Linked DNA regions of Mus musculus: region 1 is linked to region 2. A link is a contact called in public promoter capture Hi-C data. All regions are on one chromosome and are shown on one strand. Each heading gives the region's core, a stretch centred on a gene start, on an enhancer-like site or on the middle of the called end of the contact. The rest is flanking DNA. Distances are from core to core; before and after follow the strand shown. Region 1 holds the start of Primpol (primase and polymerase (DNA-directed)). Region 2 holds the start of Tlr3 (toll-like receptor 3).

Evidence for each region. Promoter capture Hi-C pulls out the DNA fragments that hold promoters and counts their contacts.
Region 1: a promoter capture Hi-C map of liver shows a contact between it and region 2, with 6 times the contacts expected there. The contact joins the promoter of Primpol here to the promoter of Tlr3 in region 2. A contact is called at or near these places in 3 of 39 promoter capture datasets (the 3T3-L1 cell line and liver).

The regions. Positions count from the first base shown.
Region 1 is chr8:46,612,803-46,619,302 of GRCm38.p6, reverse strand. It overlaps Primpol (primase and polymerase (DNA-directed)), which reads left to right and starts at 2,076. Exons shown (of 15, transcript NM_001001184.2): 1 at 2,076-2,169. It overlaps Casp3 (caspase 3), which reads right to left and starts at 2,012. Exons shown (of 7, transcript NM_001284409.1): 1 at 1,802-2,012.
Region 2 is chr8:45,405,763-45,412,060 of GRCm38.p6, reverse strand. Tlr3 (toll-like receptor 3) reads left to right here and starts at 1,681. Exons shown (of 7, transcript NM_001357316.1): 1 at 1,681-1,761; 2 at 2,083-2,265; 3 at 3,326-3,395.

The sequences.
Region 1 (6,500 bases), core at 827-3,326, 1.2 Mb before region 2:
CAATAAACTTCCACTCACTAAAAAAACACCTTCTCACTTTCCAAAAGCCTTAGTCTACTGGACAGCAAAACAAAGCCATTCTTTAAAGCTTCAACACCAGGTTGTCACAGGGTTCTACACTCCATACTTAGGGCTCCTGCCTGTGGCCACCATTAACATATCCAAAGTAACTTCCCAAAGGCTGGCCAAACCCCCAGCTTAGCATCTCCTCTGCTATTGTGTATACTCTTACTGTAACGATGGCCCCACATTTCCCACCCACCCCAATGGGTTGAGTAGTCACTTGTGGAAAAAAAAAAGCCAGTAAGGAAGGGAGCCAAGCTAAAGTTCGAGCCTACTGTTGTTTGCTCACAGTTCGGTAGGCAAACAATAAACAAGCAAAAGTAGAGGATATGACACGGCTGCTTTCAGGAAATGCCTGCCGCAAAGGGAGGAATGGGAAGATTCAGCTAGGAATTGCTAACTAAGGGAAACCTCCGTAGCAGCTCCTGTTCATAAGCTAATGTCTCAGGGGGAGAAAAGGTGAGCCAGTGGACTCAGAGGGCTGGAAAGAAAACCCGAAAAGGACACAGTATCCAATATTGCCTGGAGAGCTTCTTCATTCTGCTAAAAAGGGGGGGGGGCGGGGGGAGACAGCCAAGACCCAGGGTTTGGCTTCGCTAACCCGGTTTAGAGGATACGGTTTTACACTTAAGCCTTCAGGGTAAACATGAACATCTAGAAAACTGTTTTTGTTCGTGTCTTAAAGAGAGCACTGGAGAGGGGTCTTGGGCGGGAGACAGAGACCTGCAAGGAGGCTGCTTCAGTTCCCTGAGGTGGGCACAAGTCTGGCAGACACGTAGAAAGTCCACAAGACTCCGAAGAGGGGCCAGGTACAAATCTGTCAGACTCGTAGGTCTACAAGGCTCGGGGACTAACGGCGGAAGAAGTTGGGTCCACAAGAGGTGCCTGAGAAGGACGTTTCCTGGGTGACTCAACGGAGAATGAGGTAAAGACCCTGCTGTTCAAGTCGAACTTCACAGACTAATTAATAAGCGCGAAGAAGGGACAGTAACCGAGCATGGCTCAAGAGATGTCAATGCAAGCTCCTACAGTGACTTTGACCAACAAAGGAATGAGCTGGAGTATTCAAGGAGTAATGCTTAAAATCAGCTCTCCGCAAGAACCAAAAATCACAGTGCACTGGAGAAAACTAAAGGTGGAGATCAAATGCTCTTGTAACAGAGGGAGGCTGGGTCACTTAGAGCCGCCACAAGGTCAGCATCAGCCTAGCTTCCAGGCCCCAGGGCAGAACTTCCCCTATCCATCCTCTGCTACCGAGTCCACACCTCGGCCTGCAGATCCAGGATCCCGCCACCTCCCGCCACTCGGCTTCCAGGTTCACCCCCACACTATGGCCTCACCCCCTCCCGCCCCTGAAGCTCTGTACCCCGGGCGATCTCCAGATACCCCCCTGACTCCGCCTTTAAGCCTCAGCGCGGCCCGTGTGCCATGCTCGAGGGGTCTGAACCCGCTCCGGCTCACCCAGGTTTAGGGACACCGCACCGGCTCACCCAGGTTTAGGGACACCGGTTTGGCCTCCCGGGTCTGGGTTCTCAGCTCGGGATCGCGCTCCCGGCGCTGTTTCCAGCTTCTCTGCCTTCAGTGTTTGCCTGAGCAAGCCTGGAGGCAACACAAAGGATCCTCCGCCCAGATTGCCCGTTTCCCCCGCCTCCTCCAAGGAGCTGCAGACCCGCCAAAAGAGCGCCAGCTCCGGGGGACAACACAGGCCTTCGAAGGCGCGAGAGCAGCAGACACTCACCGTACCGTTCCAAGCTCCCCGCCGCAGGACACTGCGCTTTGATCCCACCAGCACCAACACTGCAACTGCAGCAGCAGCAGCAGCAACAGCAGACTACCGCCGGTCACGCCCCACGCCACGCCCCTTCTCTACCTCCCCGCCCCATCCCCCCTCACACACCCCCCAACACCTCATCTCGCACACGCCAGTCGCGATTGGTGGTTTCAGCCCCGACTGAGCCCCGTCTCGTAGCGCAGGCCCCGCCCACCCAGGGCAAGCCTAGGGCCCCGCCCCCTCCGGCTCCGCCCCCTCGCGCGGGTTTCAAGCTCTGGTTCCCGCCATCTCTGGCTCCGCCAGCTGCCGCCTCCGGCCGACTTGCGCCACTTGAGGTAAATTTTAGAGAGGTCTTTCGGCCACGCCTGATTCCGGGGGCGCCAAGATGGGCGTCTAGGGAGGCGCCTCTGCCAGTCAGAACTCTGGCAGGAGAAAATAGAGCTGTGCCCCGCACTCGGTAATTCTACTTCCTCTCAATTGCACCGAGGCCTTTCTTCACTTCCGTCCACCTCTTGCTCCCTCAGTGAGAGGTCCTGACTACCTTACTGAAATCTCTGACTGGTTTACGTCCTATTTCATTCAGACTCTGACTCTGGGAAGTGGGTTTTGTTTTGTTTTGTTTTTGCATAATATACGAAAACACGAGCACAGCGATCAGCATCGAATTTCAGGGGCCCAGAATATTCTTAAGGACAAATGTACTCCAGAGAGCAGCCTCTTGCCTTCACCGCCTTTGCTTCGTTGGATGTAAGGGACTGACGTACACGTAGCCACACAGATGTCTACCGTTCGTTGCGTGTGGAATTCAAGCTCTTGCATTTCCATAATACATTTTTTATTTTTTCCAGTTCCATCAAAGGCTTTAAAAGGATAAGTGGACGGGCAGTGGTGGTGCACGCCTTTAATCCCAGCACTTGGGAGGCAGAGGCAGGTAGATTTCTGAGTTCGAGGCCAGCCTGGTCTACAGAGTGAGTTCCAGGACAGCCAGGGCTACACAGAGAAACCCTGTCTTGGGGGGGAAAAAAAAAGAAAGAAAAAGATAAGTGGTTTGCTCTCATGAAGAGCCATAGTGGTTAAATGTAGATTCCAGAAACAAATTGATCTATCATTATCCCTCCCAAAGTAAGTTAGAATCAGCCATTTTCTGTTGGACTTTAGCAGTAGGATGCATTCAACCCTCGCAGTGCATCGTGGAGGCTGTAGTTCACAAGGAAGGGTCTAATTGAGAAACCCCTTGTGCCCGGACCCCTCCCTGTGCTAAACGTTCTTAACAAAGTGATACCTTAGATAAGGTATCCTCAGCAGTTTCCTGCCGTTAATGTTGACTTCATCTAGAGAAGTTCGTTAGAGCAAAACATCTGGAGGTGATAGTTTTCATCTAAGCCCTGTAATTTCTCCTCACTGTGGGGACTCAGAGGGACCTGAAGCCGCCCTGTAAATGGGGACCCAGAGGGACCTGAAGCCGTTCTGGGCCTCAAGAGAGAAAGAATTCATGAAAAGCAATGTGACTGCTTTCCAGGAGCTGGAGTAAGATGGCTTTCTGAAGTGATCTAAAAGCGGGGCGTGGTCACTCTCTTCCATTTGGCGAGAAAACTGAACTAGAAGTATAATAGGTAAACGTTTTAGGGCCTACATCTGCAAGAAGACTTAGCCTTCATAAGCTAAATTACTATAGCAATTACATGATAAGTTAATCATTTGTAAAAATGGTGTGAAGGTCATTTATCTGGTAGAGTTTTGCTCTTTGGGGTGGGAGACCAGGGAGGAGGAAAAGAACCAACACCTGAAACAGTATACTGTTATAGGGTTTCTTATCCCTCCTACTAGTTTTAGGGATATTTAAAAAATGACTTCTGGGGCTGGAGAGATGGCTCAGCAGTTAAGAACACTGACTGTTCTTCCAGAGGTCCTGAGTTCAATTCCCAGCAACCACATGGTGGCTCACAACCATCTGTAAAGGGACCCAGTGTCCTCTTCTGGTGTCTCTGAAGAGAGGGACAGTATGCTTGCATACATAAAATAAATAAATAAATCTTAAAAAAAAATACACCTTCTGATTCTAGGCAGTAAATAAGTGGGACAGAAGAAATTCAGTCTTTTATATTTAATTTCTTAAGTTGTTACACATTCTAGAAAGTAAGCTTATATAGTAATATGTTTGTAAGTAAACCTTAATAGCGTACTTTAAGATGACTACTTAAAGATGAATACTTAAGTCGTAGATATTGTATAGAGGGATTATAGAGTGCATTTAAAAGGTGGTGAAGGATTGGTTGGGTAGTTAAGAAAGAGCTCTTGCTCTTCCAACTCAGGTGGCTCATGCCACTTGTAACTCTAGCTCTAGAGGACCCAGCACCCTCTTCTGACTTTCAAGAACACAATCCACATTTACACAAATACACGCAGATAAATAAAGTATAACAAGCGTTCATAAATGATAGCATATTAAGAAGATGTTGGGATAATATAATAATAATAATATTAAGAGCTTGGGAGATGGCTCAGTTGGTAAAGTACTGTCTGGATAACCATGAAAACCTGAGCTTGCATCCCCAGCACCCATGTAAAACACCTGGTGTTATGGGAAGGTAGAGACCATGGGATCCCTGGAGCTTGCTGGCAGCTGGCCTAGCCCGATGGATGAGCTCCAGGGTTAGTGAAAGATCCCGTGTTAAGAAATAAGGTGGAGCCGGGTGTGGTGACACATGGCTTTAGTCCCAGCACTCGGGAGGCAGAGGCAGGCAGATTTCTGAATTCGAGGCCAGCCTGGTCTACAGAGTGAGTTCCAGGACAGCCAGGGCTACACAGAGAAACCCTGTCTCAAACAAACAACAACAACAACAAACAAAAACAGAGGGATTGAGGAAGATACCCACCATTTTTTTGGCCCACATGCACACTCATGCACAAAAGTGCACGTGTAACATATGCATGTGAACGCAGGCACATAAACATGTGTATATACACACAAAATATTGTTGAGGATTTTAAAATAAAAGAACATCACAAAAAATGGAACTATGATATTTCCAGTAAACACAATACTGATGAATTTAATCTCAGGGTTGAGGGAGAGGTTGGAGTAGCGGTTAATTGCTAATTATATAAGAAACTATGGTATGTGTAGTGGCACATGCCTAAAATCCCAGCACTTGAGAGGCTGAAGCAGCTTGAGGCTAGCCTGGGCAACCATAAAAACCTCTTATCTCATAAATGAATGAATGAATGAATGAATAAATAAATAAATGGAAGTGAGAAACCTAGCCTGGGCAACCATAAAAACCTCTTATCTCATAAATGAATGAATGAATGAATGAATGAATGAATAAATAAATAAGTAAATAAATAAACAAATGGAAGTGAGAAACCAGGAACCCTGCTAAAGGAAGCCTCAGGATTCCTTTACACCTGTATTAGTCAGACTTCTCATTGTGACAGAGTGAGTGCCTGGCAGAATAGCTTAATGCATGAAGTATTTATTTGGGCTTTAAAGTTGTCAGTCCATCTCGCTTGGGAGGACAGGATGGAGCAGCAGTTTACATCGTGGCAGCCAGAAAACAGTACTGCCTCAGACTGAGCCCCACTTCCTACCTTCCACCGTCTCTTGGTAGTACCACCATAGGATGAATCCATCAAGGGATCCATGAAGAGGAGCTCAGAGTCCACGTCATCTAATTGCCTTTGAAGTTACCACTGACCAACACCTCCTCTTCCCAAGGGTGTGCTTTACAAGTGTGGCATCCAGGCAAGTGGACAGTGTTGCTATCACAGTGTGAGTGACTGGTGACTACAGAGCAGCTGTGTAAGGGCATCCTCCACCCACCCCCTCCCCCAGTCAAGTTGCTCTGGGAACCAGGCCATCCACAGCCCTTAATAGACAAGTCTAGACCTAAGCTCAGGGAACTTGGTCAGCTTTCCACTTCCATTCCGATTTCCCGTCTCCCACTAATTACTGTCAGATGACTAATCCTCTGTTGTAACTCCAGCACTTCCAGCTGTAGGATTGTAGCGAGCCAGCGTGGTTAAATACTGCTTTGGTGCAGAAATGGGTGGTAGAGTTCCTTCAGCCTTTGCTTTAAACTAGTACAAGTGTTTTCCTTTGGAACTTGTAAATCATTACCAAAAATAGACAGGGTAGAAAAGCAGCTTTGGCATAAAATTATTTAAGAGAACAACTGTACTCTTTCCACACCAGGAATTAAAAATATTTCTAATATGGTGTCATATTCTCCCAGAGACTCGGGATGGGGAATATGATAGTCCCAAGCCAGGAGGCCAGATGCTTTCTCCTCCATTTTCTTTGCTTTTCTTATTCAGCTCTCCTGCTCACATAGTCCAAGCCCCAGTTGTTGTCTGACGCGCCAGCTGTCATCCATTTCTAACTGAAAATAATCCAGGGATGCTAAGCATTGCTTTCCCCTCTGGTTTCCTCAGCAGTGCAGCCTCAGCCAGCTTTGCATTATGTCGCCAAGGCTTGCATGGGTTGCATGTTCCTGCAGTCATACCAGGTTGTTTTATAACTGTGTGTGTGTATGTGTGTGTGTGTGTGTGTGTGTGTGAGAGAGAGAGAGAGAGAGAGAGAGATTTTAGTTTCACTAACTGTGAGCATGTACAAACCATTCTTAGTTATTGTTTTGAGTCTATGATTCAGATATAATTGCTTTCT
Region 2 (6,298 bases), core at 432-2,931:
ATAAAGGAAAATACCCCAAATCAATTTCACGCCTTGATGAATATGTGCACATGTGTGCATATGTCCCCCACCCCCAGTATGTACACATATACATGCCAAGATATGTACACTTGAAAAAAAAGTTCTCTATTTATTTGAAGCCACTTACTAGTCAACTAACATTACAGCTAACCTAATATCTGTAAAGAATTACAAAGCATAAGATATTATAGATTATAGAGGAAGTATATTGTACTTATCTAATGCTGCATGGCCTATCACTCCATTTCTAAACAGTAAAGCAGCAGCAAGATGGTTTGCAGCTTTTCTGGGATGTTGGCAGAACTTGTTGAAGAAGGTCATTCAAGGTCATTGCTGAAGAAACTGCAGTAAGTTAAAGTAGATTGGAGGACTGTCTCCCATGCAGCCAGAGTCCATGTTAGCCATCTCCTAGGTGTTCGTGAGCATGCACATTCCCCTCCTTATATCCATTGCACAGCTAATCTAGGCTTCTGATTGCATAGCATTGGAGCCCCAGATTCCAATGAAGCCTGAGAGAGACTGGTGTTCCAAGAAGACAAGTCTTAAATACAGAGGCACTTATCAGGCTTCCCTAATGGACTCAGAACCAGACAGATATCCACTTGGTCAAAGCTACCCAAGCCAAGGGTCAGTGTGGGAGAGGACCATACAGCAGCCGATTCTCTGTCAGGAGACTAGTCCTTTAGAGGCTAGCAAGTTCTTCTGTGAGATGGTGTCAGAAGTAAAATTACAAAAATGCAGCCCAACCTGTTTTCAAGGAACCCACAGAGGTGAAATCTTGCCAAGACTATCAACGTTGTGTTGGCATCCAGGTGGATCAATGTAGAGGTCATTAATTTACTGAGGACAAAGTGCTTGCTTATGGTGTTGAGCTAAGAGTGTAGCCATGAGCCAGGTAACCACAGGAAGTAACCTCCTGGGGCCAGGGAAGAGCAATTTGCACCAGGATACAAAGTTACTTCTTGCTTTCACTTCTGTGGCCATTCACCTTTTCCACTTTCACCTCTGCCAAACAAAGGAACTATTGACTGAGAGCTCAGGCACTCCCCTCTCTTGGCTTCAAGACAAGAAGATCAGGTCAGGTGCTCTCCCATTTCTTGTATGCTTTATTACGTTTAACTTTTTTTTTAAAACTAAATAACAACCTGGCTGAATACTATGTCATTGCTCATCTGTAATGAAAAGAAAACTGACTTCATTCCCTTGCAACTCCGTTTCTTTAACCAGTTGGAGTCCTCATAGCTAATTGAGGAAGAAGGAGTTAATCCCGAGCTCTTCTCTGACCAAACAGATGCCTACTGATGCCTAATTTGTGGGTTTTGTGGAAAACTGGGCCTGCTTGAGTAAGAAAGGCTCTTTGTGACACCCAGTGCTGGACCAAACTTCTGCCTTCCTTCCTCCCTCCCTGCTCCCTTCCCCCATTGTTATTTCCCGGCCTAGTTGTTTCTGGGAGTTTCCTGCTTTTGAGGCAGGACCTCCTCCTGTGTCCGAGATGTCCTCAACATTTCCTGCTGGAAAACTGGATGGCCATTTTTACCTAAGAGATTAAGTTCGACTTTACTCATTTTGCAAAGAAGATAAAGCGAGGTAAGTGAATGGCTTTCACTTTGTTTAGACACATCCCATTTCCCCACACGGCCGGTCCCTGTTGGCCCCTCCCACTATGCGCGATTCCCGACCAGCACTCTGGGTCTCTGGGCGGCAGTCCCAACCTCAGACCATGCACTGCGCATATCACAGGTTTGCAAGGATCTGAAACCCACTGCAGAGGGCTTGGCTCTGAAGCCAGAAACTTACTGACTTCCAGAATTCTGCCCCCAGGCGGCGGCCGGTTCCTCGGCTTACACCTTCCTCCCTGAAGGTCGATTTGTGACCATTTCAATGAATCCCAGGAGGCCCTTAAAAAGAAACTAAAAAAGGGTAACAGTTTAATAACAATTTAACTGTTTCGCTGAAAATATCCTCTCTCTCTCCCTCTCCCTCTCCCCCTCCCCCCCCCCCCCTCTCTCTCTCTCTCTCTCTCTCTCTCTCTCTCTCTCTCAACTTAAGTTTCACTTTCAGGCTGAAAGGAAATGTGTGATTTAAAAAAAAAAGTCTGAATGAAAACTAAGGGGATGCAGGACCTCAGGCTGAGTAAAATCAGAATGTACTTGGCTTTTGAGGTTGACGCACCTGTTCTCTATCTGGGAAGTTAAACTGCCTGAATCACAATCGCGCACCAAAAGAAGATAGAAGATGATGCAGGTATTGGGAGAAGGGGAAAAATGCACCATAGTTCCAAATGTAAATTTAGCTACAAATTCTGATATCTTGTGATGAAATGCCAATTTTATGCAGCAACTAAAACAACAGCAGCAAGAACATACTTCCTCTATAGACTTCTCTTCTTGGAAAGATACTTTGAGAAAGCATTCAAAGTGATTTTGTAAAAGGCTTTAAAAAGTGGGTGAATGTGGCTCTGAGGGGTGTAAGGGGTAAACAAGATCAAAATACATATGTATGTGTAATGAATAGTATGAAATCATCAAAGAGCAAGTAAAAGGATTATATTAAAAGGTAGTTAAAAATACTTTTTAAAAAATTGCACCTTTTCCAAAAACAAAATAAAACAACAACAACAACAACAACAACAAAAACGCAGAAGGTTAAAAAGTCCTTTGTATTTAGTGAGCTAGAAAGGAAGACCTGGCACTCCATGACAATGTTCTTGAGAAAGGACAAATTCTCAGATGTTTCTAGGAACTGGCCAGTCACTTTCTGTTACAGAATGAAGAAGGGCAGCAGGAGAGGAGGGCAGGCTGTTCTGGAAGTTGTAGAGTAAGGCCAGAAACCAGGCTGGCAAATTATGGACTAGTTTGGGGAAAGCAGTCAACCTTCACCATATAGAAGTTGTCATAAGCTCTTCTCATGACTTTATGATGTGATTTTGTGTTGACACGTATCTAACTGTTTTGAAAGCTTTTCCTTACTATTAACTATTACCTACTAACTCGTGTTACTGATGAAAAAAGTTTTATGATCTCCTTAACACGCTGTTTAGGATTTGTCCCCCTCCCACTTTCTCTGTCTTTCTGCTTGTGCATGTGGTCACCATTCTGAATTCCCTAACATTCTAGTCACTCATGACCTTGTTTTTCATGCAGCCTGCTTCATTAGTGGATTTTTTTTGGGGGGGTGGATTTTTTTTTTTTTTTGCTTTTCACTCTCAATGAAGTTTGTTTTCAGATTGAGACTGTCTTTCAGTTATTCAGGGATACAGTTTGGAAATGCATTGGTCCTTAGTAATTCTAATTTCTATTTACAGTCTTTCCAGAGGGATAGATGTTACCTAAGCAAGGAGTAGAATATGATACAGGGATTGCACCCATAATCTGGTAAGTAGAGGTGAAAACAATACCTCGAGGAAAATTTGCTAGTTGCCTGTCTCTTACTTTGCAATCTGTTTTGTAATGCAAAGTTTATAATAGGCTCACATGCATAGAAAAAAAATCAGTAAATATCATATGATCACTGGGGGTCATGACCATATCATCTGAGGGAAAGGGGAGGCAATTGTTTTAAAAACATATTACAGGTGAACTTCAAAACTAATGCACTAATAAAGGCAGTCATGTATATGAGAATGAATGAGATCCCATTTTCTGAGGTTACAGGACTAATCTGTAGGGAAGGCACTGGTTGCTTCTGGGAGTAAGGGTAGACATTAACTGAAAAGGGGAGAGAGGAATTCTTTGGATTTGAGTTACACAAATCAATTCATTTGCCAAGTCAGAGGATACATACTTAAAATGCATCTTATTATGTGGAGTTTTACATTAGATAACAAATTATATATTAAAAATACTGAAACTAGAAACGAGGAAGTAATCTGTCCAAGGAGGAGACTGATGCTCGCAGTACGGGTTTGTAAACTGATGACACAGGTGTGTGGATAGATTACTATATGTGCTCTAACACAAGCATAGTTACTGTAGAATTCTTTGAATTGTCTAGAATATTTAAGAATACTTTCTTGACCCCCCCCCCTTTTTTCCTGTTTTGTTTAGCCATATCTGGCCTGGAAATTACCATGTAGAAAGCCAGGCTGCCCTCAAACTCACAAAGATTCACCTGCCTCTGCTTTCCAAGGGCTGATGGGATTAAAGATATGAGCTACCATGTCTGACCCCCTTTTAAGAATTTTTATTAAAAAATTTGGGACTGTGTTGACATAGGATATCCATATACTGGAGCATTTTATATCAATAAAAATGATGAATGTTGGGACATGATGTGATGTTAATACATCTTACAAATCATGTGGAGCAAAAGAAAGATTGATGAATGGTAAAATGGTACACACTCTCTCAGCCCTGGGGATGCTCTAAGACCACAGTGAGTGCCTGAGAGCATCAGGAGTATCTAACCCTACATACAGAATTCAGCAGTCCACACATGCCTGTGATGAAATTTAGTTTATAAATTAGGCACAGGAAGGGGTTAATGATAATCAATAATGAGCTCTCTCTCCATCTCTCTCTGTCTCTCTCTGTGTCTTTGTCTCTGTCTCTCTCACTGACACACACACACACACACACACACACACTGCCTCAGTTCATCATTGTACTGTAGTAATATTTTGTATCATGGCTGTCACAAGTAACTGAAAACATAGAATGAAATTTTGCTAATGGGGACTGTTGTGATGCAAGATTTCATTAATGCTGACTACAAAGGCAGGTAGCCTTATGTGTAAGAATTAAAAGTGTGTGTTTAGGAAGAATGAAGGATTGATGGGGTATGTGGGAGAGAAATTTCTTAAAGCATTGGAGTCCTGTGTTTCTTGATTTGAGTAGCGAGCCCACTGACCCAGTCATTTATGGAAATTTAATAATTTGTTCATTTATGCCCGCACTCTGGTCGAGTCAGCTTGGAAGCTACTCACGAGGCAGAAGAGTTTCACAGAAACTCACCTCTTGGAGTCTGGCGTCCTCTCTAACCCACACATTAATATTCCATTCTCACATTAGTCTGGTGTATGGATCCACGTGCTCTCTTTTAGTATTATCTTATTATAAGTGCCTTTTAAGATTGAATTCTGACATAGCTAAAGCCTTCACCAGTGTTTCAACAGTCCTAGAAAGTCCTTAAGCAGACCATGGGAATTTAGTGACATTCAGAATTGCCTCTGGCATTACACTATCACTTAAAATAAAAGTCGAGTTGCTCCCATATACAGGAATTTACAATGGTTTAGGAAGTAGATCCATCAGTCTGTGGTTTTAAAGTATTGCATTATTCATGAGATGGTTAGCTAGAACGGAACTCCCTAATTAGAACCATGACTTGGGTGTGAAAGCCCTTGCCCTAGGAGTGTAAAGACCTCACACCTGGCTTCTAAGACTATTGCTGACCTTAGATAGGGCTGACTTTGTCTCAGTTATTTTATTGCCCAGTTCCTTCCAGTCTTTGTGTTTTCATTCTTCTGTTTTGTGTAAGAGTCATTAAGCATCCGGTAACCTCATTTGTACCTTGCCGATGTGTCACCTAACTTCCCTATTTTCTTCTGTATAAAACGTTTGATGCTCAATTTGACAAATTACATTCAGATTCTACACAACCACTCCTGTGTGCATCTGTCTGTCAATTCATCCAATGCTTTGCCCACCTGTGACTAGAGACCCGTTCCACGCAGACAAAAGGGGCCCAGAGGGTCTGGGGCACATTTATGTTTTGTGCACTGTTTTGCATGCATTTAAAATATAACTGTTAAAATAAACACCAGTCAGGGTTGGCCTGGTGCACAAAGCTAAACTTATATCTAAGAGCATGAAATAGAAAGAAGAAGGAAAATGTAGACTCAGGATGGGGACCATTATTATACAGAACAGCCAATGCCTGCTTGAAAGTAATTCCAAGGAAGAGAATTCAGAAAGAGAGGAAATTATCATAGAAAAAGACGTTATAAAAGCTGAGGACAATGGGAAGCTTCAGACTGAAGTAAGTAGCAATAGTGACATTTTGAAGGACAGACATAACTTAAATACAATTGTGAAATTTTGCATTATCATATTTAAAGAAAAGACATTAAAAACTATAAAGTGAAACTATTAAGGAAAAAAATGTTATGTAAAGGAAGAGCGATGAGATGAGTTTCTCACCCATTAGCAATTCTGGAGAGTGGAAGACAAGAGGATGATGCTTGCATGATTTTGTGTGAAATGTAATTTTTGATTTATTTTTATGAGTGTTCTTCCTGCATGTGTGTGCACTATGCACGCACATTGATGCACATGGA